Regions from separate parts of the Mus musculus genome. Here region 1 is linked to region 2. The links are chromatin contacts, called in public Hi-C maps. All regions are on one chromosome and are shown on one strand. The core of a region is the stretch at or near the end of the contact, and the rest is flanking DNA. Distances in the headings are between cores, read along the strand shown. Region 1 holds the start of Steap3 (STEAP family member 3). Region 2 holds the start of Tmem185b (transmembrane protein 185B).

Region 1 (4,490 bases), core at 766-3,265, 730 kb after region 2:
AAGGTTTCCTTGGGGGCATAAGGCTACTGAGGGAGGCAGCCAGCATGTCTCTCTGTAAGTGTCTGGTCCCTGAACAACCCAAATCCTCAGGGTCGAATGAGAAGAGATTAGAAGACAAGGGCAGATCTCACTGTGCAGCAATACATGACTTTGGATGTGTGTTGGGATATGACCTACAGAGGATGCTTCTACTTTATGCATCATAAACTAAGGCCCAGACAGGCAAAGGGAGCACCTCTCGGTCCCAGAGCTGGCTCTGCCTTAATCTAGTCTCAGCATCCAACTGACATCTTGGGTGGCAAGGGCAGAGGCTCTGTATGTGGGTGCTACAGATGTCACCTGGCCAGCACCAGGTTCTAGATTTAAGTCTGTTTCCTTCCTGTGTCCTTTATCTTCTCTCTGAGCTGTTGGGAACAATTTCCCAGTCCCTCTTCTTGCTGTTCCTTTAGAGTGTGGCTGTCCTCCATCCTGGGTCTTAAGTAGGCGTTCACTTAGACCCAGGCCTTTGTTCCTTCCTAGGCTCAGAGACCACAGTCTCTTTCCTTGCCCAACCCGTGTCTACCTCCCAAGGTGAGGTGAGAGAAAAGAGGCTACCAGTCTGAAATTAGCATGTAAAATGTAGTGGCAGATCTGGAGATGGAGGCTGATTGGTAGAGAGCTTATGGAGTATACAGGAAGCCCTGAGTTATATCCCTAGAACCATACAAACATCGTGGTAGTGTGTATTTGTCATTTCCATATTTGGGCGGTAGAGGCAGGAGAATGAGAAGTTCCAAATTGTCCTTAGTTACATGATGAGGTTGAGACCAGCTTGGGCTACAGCAGGCTCTGCCCCAAACAAAATAAAAGCTAATGACATCAAACATGTCCTAAGTGGCACACTTCTGTTTTCTCTGTGGGCATCTCCCCTATCAGATGGACTCTTACAAACATTTTGCTGTTACGTTTCTTGCAATACTACCTGGGATTGTTATTTAGACATCATAAAAATCATTATTTTTTTTTAAAAGGATGGCAGTTTTGTGCCTGCCGAAGAGGAAACAAAGTCCATGCACATAAGCCAGGCCTCCCCCCACACACACTCACTCACACACACACACACACACACACACACACACACACACACACTCACTCTCTCTCACACACACACCCACAGACACACTCACACACACACACACTCACACACACACTCACACACACACACAGAGACACACACACACTCACAGACACACACACACACACTCACACACACACACTCTCACACACACAGACACACACACACACAGACACACTCACACATACACACACACAGACACACACACTCATGCACACAAGTTTGATCTGTTAGAAAACAGCATTTTCTCTCCACATCACTTTGCAGAATAAAAGCAAATGAATAATTGATAGAGCTTTTACAAACATCTAGCTTTTCAAATCCTTCTAGAAAAATCCAGTTCGATTACTCGCAGCCGGCAGTTCTGTGTAAAATTTATAATTCCCGACGGGCCCACATTCCTCAGAAATACATCATGAACATTAATTTTTTTTTAAAGCAACACACACTAAAACCCACGAAGCCGCTGCTTTCTCTGTGTGTGCAAACCAGAGCCCTGCACTCTGAAGAGGCTCTTGTGTTTACTGCCTGAACGCCCTCCCTGAGAAGGTGGCCCTGAAATACACACAGCAGACAATCAATCTCCTGCTTTATTTTGACAAGATCTTATTCTACTGTGCTCCTTGCTGCCAGGCTGAGGCTGTGCAACTCTCAGGGAAACACTGCTCTCTCTGGGCTCTGGTAAAATCTGCAGACCTTCAAAGAACAGCACTCTCAAGTGGACCAGAGGATGGCGTACTAGTAAGTGAATCTGGTAGCTGCCCTGGAGCCCCAACAGACTTACCAGCAACAGGTGACTGCGCCATCTGGCCTCAGGGGAGGTCTGAAGTTTTAGAATGCCCAGACAACCCCGCTGCAAGTCGCCTCTTCTGACTAAAGTCTCCACCTTCGGCAGTCTGACTGGGGTTTTTCAGAATTGGGACGGCCACGGGCCCTTCTAGGGCGTGGGTAACTGGGACACCTCCCCTCTCAGTTTGCCCACCTACAGCTGGCCACAGGGACTGGCCCCTGGAGAGGTGGCTGATGTTCGGTTAGAGAGTGCCCTGAGAGAGCAATTCTGCGGGAGACTTCCTGTTTGGGGAGGAAACCTCACTGAAGTAATTAGTGGCTCAGACTGCAGAGTCTTTGGTACAGGAATTGAGGCAGGATGGCAAGCTGAAGCCAGGATGCATAAAATGAATAAATGTCATGGAGAGGTTGGGCAGAGACACTGAGACCCTTGGAGGTACAAAGCCAGCATTATGGTAACAGAAAGTAGCGAATGATCAATTTCTAGGAGGGTAATTCATTGCAATCACCATGGCTGTTACAGGCTTCTCGAGAATTCTCTCAGCAGTTTGTGCTGATAGGGGGATCTTCTTTGTCACCACATGCCAGACAGTGCCTATAGCAGAAGATGATGGACAGACCGCTCTATTATCATTTCACTGGAAATGGTAGATAAGGGCACACGCCCACTCGCTGCTGGCTGCTGACTGCTGGGTTCCAAGGCTTTGAGGGCAGCCCAGAGTTCAGGAACGGTGCTGTCTGGGCTTGTGTATGGGCATATCTGACTGTCTTCAGCGTGTCAGAACTAGCAAACTTGCAGCCCAGTGAAGTCTGTTGCTAAGCACACACGTCCCAGTCTGTGGCTTTATAAGGACCAGCAACTAGAGCAGGTCCATATTGCTCTGACTGGCAGTCCTCTTATGTCTGTCCCTAACAGTAAAGCCTCTTGGGGGTAGGGCTAGATTCTGGAATCACATGGAGTCCAGTGCAGGCCAATACAGAGACTGGTTTTGTTTTCTCTTTCTTCATGCCCTGACCTGTGACTCTCTTGCTCTTGGCCTGCTCTTTCCATCTGAGTTTGAATATACTCCTGACCCACCCAAATCCCACTTCCTTGGAAATACAATTCCCTGTTGTCGGCATCTATCAGCTCCTGTAGTCCTGGACAACATTTACCCACTCTGAATCAACAAGTAAGGCTAGGTTAGCAGTTGGTTGCCCTAAATATGAACTTGAGTTTAACCGCATGCTAACAGTGTGACCTTGGGAAGGCTTCTTTCCTACTCTGAGGGTCTCACTTAGACCAGGTTGGTCTTAAAGAAAGACCTTGAACCCTTGATCCTTCAGCCCCTGCCTCCCCAGTACTTGGGATTACAGGGATACTCTACTATGTCCAGTTTATGTGGGTCTTTGGTTGGAGCCCAGGACTTCATACATAATAAGCAAGACTTTGGACTTTGCCTACATCCCCAGTGTTCCCTATTTTGACCATTAAGTAAAACAGTGACTATGGAAGCCCTTAAAGACACAGGTTACTCAGTGTTTGCCTGTTGTCTGAATCTGCTCTCTGTTGCTGGGGTACCATGTGATCCCTGGACAGTATCAGCTGAGGATAGAAACCTGTGCATCACCCCTAGTCCCTCATTCTGAGCTGTGCTCCCTTGATGCTGGAAGATGCCTGCGGAGGCAGTGGGGTTCAAGGAGGACTCTCCATCACCAGTGAGCCCCAGAGTCACCCAAAGCTCTGAGCAGCAGGATTTGGGACAGAATTCCTGACTCAGTACAGGAGCCCTTTAGCCTACTGTGTCCCAGACAAGGTTGCTGGGTGATCTCCAGGTCCCCTTAGAGTAGCAGTTCTGAGAGGAAGGGACACTTCCCCAGGAAAAGACACCTGCTGGGTGAAGTGGAAAGGAGCTAACATACTCTCTCTGTAGTTCCTTAGGGTTCTACCTGCTCCCATTGGGGCTTTGCTCGGGGAAAACAGAGGTGCATTAAGGTGTCCATCTCTAGCCACAGAGCCTGGATCTCTAGGAGTAAGGCTTTCCAGAATACCACCCCCAGCCCAATCAAAACTCTTGATGTCTGGGCTCCAGTTGCTTCCTCCCCTTCTAGCTCTGACCAGTCAGGAGCCATCCCTCTAAGGACCATCCGAGGGACTCATGTCATCTTTTACATTGGCTCAGTCTTCGTGGGGGCACTGGTTTGCTGGACACAACCACTGCTTCCAGTTTGCTTCTGACCCTTGCACAGGCAAGGCTGGTCACCCAGACAACCGAGCACTGGCTCCTTGTCATATCCCACACTGTTCAGGTCAACTCCACCAGGAGGGTCTGGGTCACAGCCACCTAGAACAAGTTTGCCCTCAGAGACATCCAACCTCACTGTTGGGGTTCTGCCTCCTCCATAAGCCTGCCGGGAAGAATGACAAACCTCCACCCCACAGGTAACAGGCGTCTATAGTATGGGGAGGTGGTCACTGTGGAAGGCCTGCTCACCAGCCTCAAGAAGGCTTTGCTCTCTTCACAAGTGCTGGGATAACCCACTCCACCCTTCACTGATCTCATACTCCTCCACATCCATGCCATTGGCTAGTGTGATGCTCTTGGGA
Region 2 (4,334 bases), core at 1,464-3,963:
GTGGGCATGAGGCTGATAGATGACAAGGTCAGAGCAGCAGGACTGCTGGAAGCCCTAGGACAGTGGCACCTGTCCTTGTGGGAGGCGGCATCTAATTGATGCAGAGATAGCCGGTGACAATGGCCACTACAGCTGGGATCCCAGCACCAGGTTCTTATACACGACTCTCTTTGTCTGCACTTTGAGGAGGTTATCGTTTCTGTCTCAGATAGGACAGGACAGCCTTGGTAGCTTGCTACAGCATTGGGCCTCCTCCACCTCCACAATACGTAGAAAGGATGTGGGAGCTGGACCCTGCTGTTGTAGGCAGAGATGGGACTGTGCTCTGTTTAGGGACAGGAGCTGACAGAAAGAACCAGATGGACCATGGCTTCTCTGTGACATAGTAGATACGACTAAACTATATGGATCTGAAAAGGAACTTCCCAGGTTTGCAGTATTAGCTCAGAGCACGTTCAGCAAGGGCTGAGGCCTTGGAAAGATCCAGGCTTGAGCCAAAGGCTGGAAATGTGGCCAGGTGTCACCTGGAGTGGGGGTTGGGAAGAAGGCTCCATGCTGAAAGAATTTGTCCAGTGGAGTTTGAGGACCTGAGGGCAAATCCCAAGCAGTCACATCTGAAGCGGCTTCCGGTAAGTCCCGTGCTGGAGGACAGGGTGGGGGGACGTGGACGCTGGAGCTTGTTGGCCAACCTATGTCCAGGCCAGGAGAGATTTTGTTTCAAGGGACTAAGGTGAAGATTGGCAGATCAGGACTCCTGACACTCTCTGTCCCCTATAAACACACATCCTCTCCCCCAACACAAGGGGTCAGCAGGGGACTAGGTGAGTTCAGGAGAAACTCAGGTTAGACCGAGGGCTGAGACTGAGGCTGCCCAACACGGGTGGTGAGAGGAGGACACTATGTCAGGCCACATCTCAGGGGCTCCCCAAACTTTACAATACACTACTTCCTGTTCTCTGGGCTCAGTCTCCCAAAGCCACGCACCCTCAGAATAGGGAGGCCCATGTTGGTGGCCAGGGGTGCTACACCCCACACACTCCAGCACAGGAGCTATTTTAACATTCAGTTTGTATGCTAGCTTCAGGGTAGCTGTGCTGGGAAGAACGGCTCAGTGGATGAAGTACTTATCTAGCTGCCCCGCAGTCTGAGGAGCAGTTTGGTCTTCAACTTTGGTACAGAATCCATACAAAGCTAGACAGGCATGATAGCTCTCTACAATCCAGTCCTTCGGAAGCAGAGAAGAGATCCCCTGGGCAAACTGGTTGACACCTGATGTGAATTTCAAGCCTCTATGTGCATCTGCACACACACACACACACACACACACACACACACTTGAATGTGCAAACACATGCACACCACACACACACAAAGACCCTTTTCTACGGCAGCATTCTTTTTAAACGGTAGGAGCACCAAAAAAGCCAAGAAACTAAACTGATGCCCAGTAGGGGCCATCACTCCAATCGGCTCTGTAGAAACAGAGGGCCTGGACACTGGTTCACCTGTTGCAATTTCTGGGCTTGGGGGGCACTCTGCCGTCTGGCACTAATCTCCAGCAACCCTTATGCAACTCCTTGGTGCCCATCATGAATGAGGAAAGCCTGGGGCTTAGCAGCTGTCCCCACTTTTCTCTGGAAGGGCTGAAAGAAGAGGCAGTAGCGTCCGTGAAGGTTCTCTGCTTCCCCCTGGGAGCCCTATACTCCAACTGCAGAGATTGGCAGCCATCCATTTCCACCCCCTCATTTTCCTCTAATGGCCTAAGACTTTCATGCATTTTTATCCCACTTCAGGGAACCTGAAGGGCGAGGCCCCGGGGCTGAAAAGCAAGGACTAGCAACCAGGGCTCTGCTGAGCAAGGGTCAGAGAAGGGAGGAAAGAACCCTTTAGTTCTGCCCAGCAGGTCAGAAAAAAATAGTATCTAAACCACAAACCCATTGCAGCTTATCAGAGAGGGGGTGGGTTGGGATGGATTTGCTTCCCTTTTCAGCCGGTGGCTGGCAGGGTCTGGGGTACAACCAAAATTTCTTGACCCTTGCACCTTTTCCTAACATAGTTCTAAAAGAATCAGACTCATGCAGTGTCTGATAAATGAAAATGAGACTCAAGGTTGGGAGCCCTAAATCCAAGCCCTAATTCTGCCGCTAACCAGGCCTTCTCTGGGTCCAGTTTCTTCACTTGCTCCCTCAGGGAGCTGTTTCTGGCCTGGTGGGGCACCCTCCCAGGTACCCCTCCACCAGGTGACAAAGGGCAGAAGAGTATTGGTAAGCACCTAGGCGCTCCGCACCACCTTTTAGGGGCAGCCTGAGAATCGCTAGTGGCTCTGTGGAGTTTTGCCCTGGGCAGAGCCCTAACCCGTTGACTGCCTGCACCCCCCCCCCCCCCCGGCCTTCGCGCCGAACCCAGGGTCAAAGCCACTGCTCCTCGCGCGTCCTTCCATCCGTGCTGGGCAGTCACAGTTACCGGCGCGCTCTCAGACTCCCTTCGCTCGCCCGCCACCCGCCTTTGCCCGTGCACCCCCAGGCTCCGGGGCCAGACAACGCGCTGCTCTTGCCCTCCCCACTCGGAAAGACCCCAAACCCCTGCGGGGACCGGCTCGCCCTGCCCTCCGCCCAGCTCTGCTCCCACCGCTCTCCGACCCCGCCCCGTCCCGGGCCCCGCCCCCGAGCCTGCCGGGAGGATGTGAGCTCACTCCCTCCTCCATGTTCCGGCCTCCTCCAGGAAGCGTCCTCCGAAGGTCTCGGCCAGCTCACAGGCAGCGGGTCTGCGGGTCGCCGAGTCCGCAGCGCGCCAGGTCCCATCCGACTCCGCACGCAACGCGGCGTCGGCCTCGTGGCTGCGAAATGAAGGCAGACGGCGTGAGCATCCACTGAAGCCTGAGCTACGGGGTTGGGGCAGTGTCCCCGGCGTAGGCACCGTACCGTTCGCGGCCAGCGCACGCTGTGCCCTCGGCTCGCTTCCGGCCGGGCCACGTGACTGCTCGCACGTGTTCCGGCCCCTCGGAGCTGCGGTCTGGAGCCTCTAACACGCAGCGGGCGGATGCCCATCTAGAGGCAGTACAGCCTTCGCCATGAACCCCAGGGGCCTGTTCCAGGACTTCAACCCCAGTAAGTTCCTCATTTATGCCTGCTTGCTACTCTTCTCCGTGCTGCTGCCCCTGCGCCTGGACGGCATCATCCAGTGGAGCTACTGGGCAGTCTTCGCCCCCATCTGGCTGTGGAAGCTCCTGGTCATCGTGGGCGCCTCGGTGGGTGCGGGCGTGTGGGCCCGCAACCCACGCTACCGTACAGAGGGGGAAGCCTGCGTGGAATTCAAAGCCATGCTTATCGCCGTGGGCATCCACCTGCTACTACTCATGTTTGAGATACTAGTCTGCGACAGGGTGGAGAGGGGCACCCACTTTTGGCTGCTGGTCTTCATGCCACTCTTCTTCGTTTCCCCTGTGTCCGTGGCCGCCTGTGTCTGGGGCTTCCGACACGACAGGTCTTTGGAACTGGAGATCCTGTGCTCTGTCAACATCCTGCAGTTCATCTTCATCGCCCTGAGGCTGGACAGGATTATCCACTGGCCGTGGCTAGTGGTGTTCGTGCCCCTGTGGATCCTCATGTCATTCCTCTGCCTGGTAGTTCTCTATTACATCGTGTGGTCCCTCCTATTCCTGCGGTCCCTGGATGTGGTTGCAGAGCAGCGAAGAACACATGTGACCATGGCCATCAGCTGGATCACCATTGTCGTGCCCCTGCTCATTTTTGAGGTCCTGCTAGTTCACAGACTGGATGACCACAATACGTTCTCTTACATTTCCATTTTCATCCCGCTTTGGCTCTCATTACTGACTTTGATGGCTACAACGTTCAGGCGGAAAGGGGGCAATCATTGGTGGTTTGGGATTCGCAGGGATTTCTGTCAGTTTCTACTAGAAGTTTTTCCGTTTTTAAGAGAATATGGAAATATCTCTTACGATCTCCATCACGAAGACAGTGAAGATGCTGAAGACGCATCGGTGTCAGAAGCTCCGAAAATTGCTCCAATGTTTGGAAAGAAGGCGCGGGTAGTTATAACACAGAGCCCTGGGAAATATGTGCCTCCACCTCCCAAGTTAAACATTGATATGCCAGACTAAACTCACAGGCTGGGCCTTTCAGTGAAATAAGAACCATATACCCTTGAATTCCACTTTGCTTTTTTCTTGTGTTCATCCAGTCCTGGAATTGGAAACAGGTCCCCCTCATTTTACATCCACACTGAGACAGAAGTCTCTTGCAGTGGTCATTGTGTGCCGTAGGCAGAAGGGGGAAACTGTAGGACTGTGGGATGTGTACATAATGTGCAAG

What was found. A called contact is a pair of places that touch in the nucleus more often than the background predicts.
Region 1: a Hi-C map of LSK cells shows a contact between it and region 2, with 2.8 times the contacts expected there. The contact joins the promoter of Steap3 here to the promoter of Tmem185b in region 2. A contact is called at or near these places in 4 of 484 Hi-C or Micro-C datasets (the G1E-ER4 cell line, LSK cells and pre-pro-B cells) and 2 of 115 datasets of contacts at active chromatin or transcription factors (bone marrow-derived macrophages and pro-B cells).

Annotation. Positions count from the first base shown.
Region 1 is chr1:120,256,863-120,261,352 of GRCm38.p6, forward strand. It overlaps Steap3 (STEAP family member 3), which reads right to left and starts at 2,016. Exons shown (of 5, transcript NM_001379355.1): 1 at 1,899-2,016. The coding sequence starts at 1,920.
Region 2 is chr1:119,523,441-119,527,774 of GRCm38.p6, forward strand. It overlaps Tmem185b (transmembrane protein 185B), which reads left to right and starts at 2,714. Exons shown (of 1, transcript NM_146103.2): 1 at 2,714-4,334. The coding sequence starts at 3,071. The coding sequence ends at 4,123.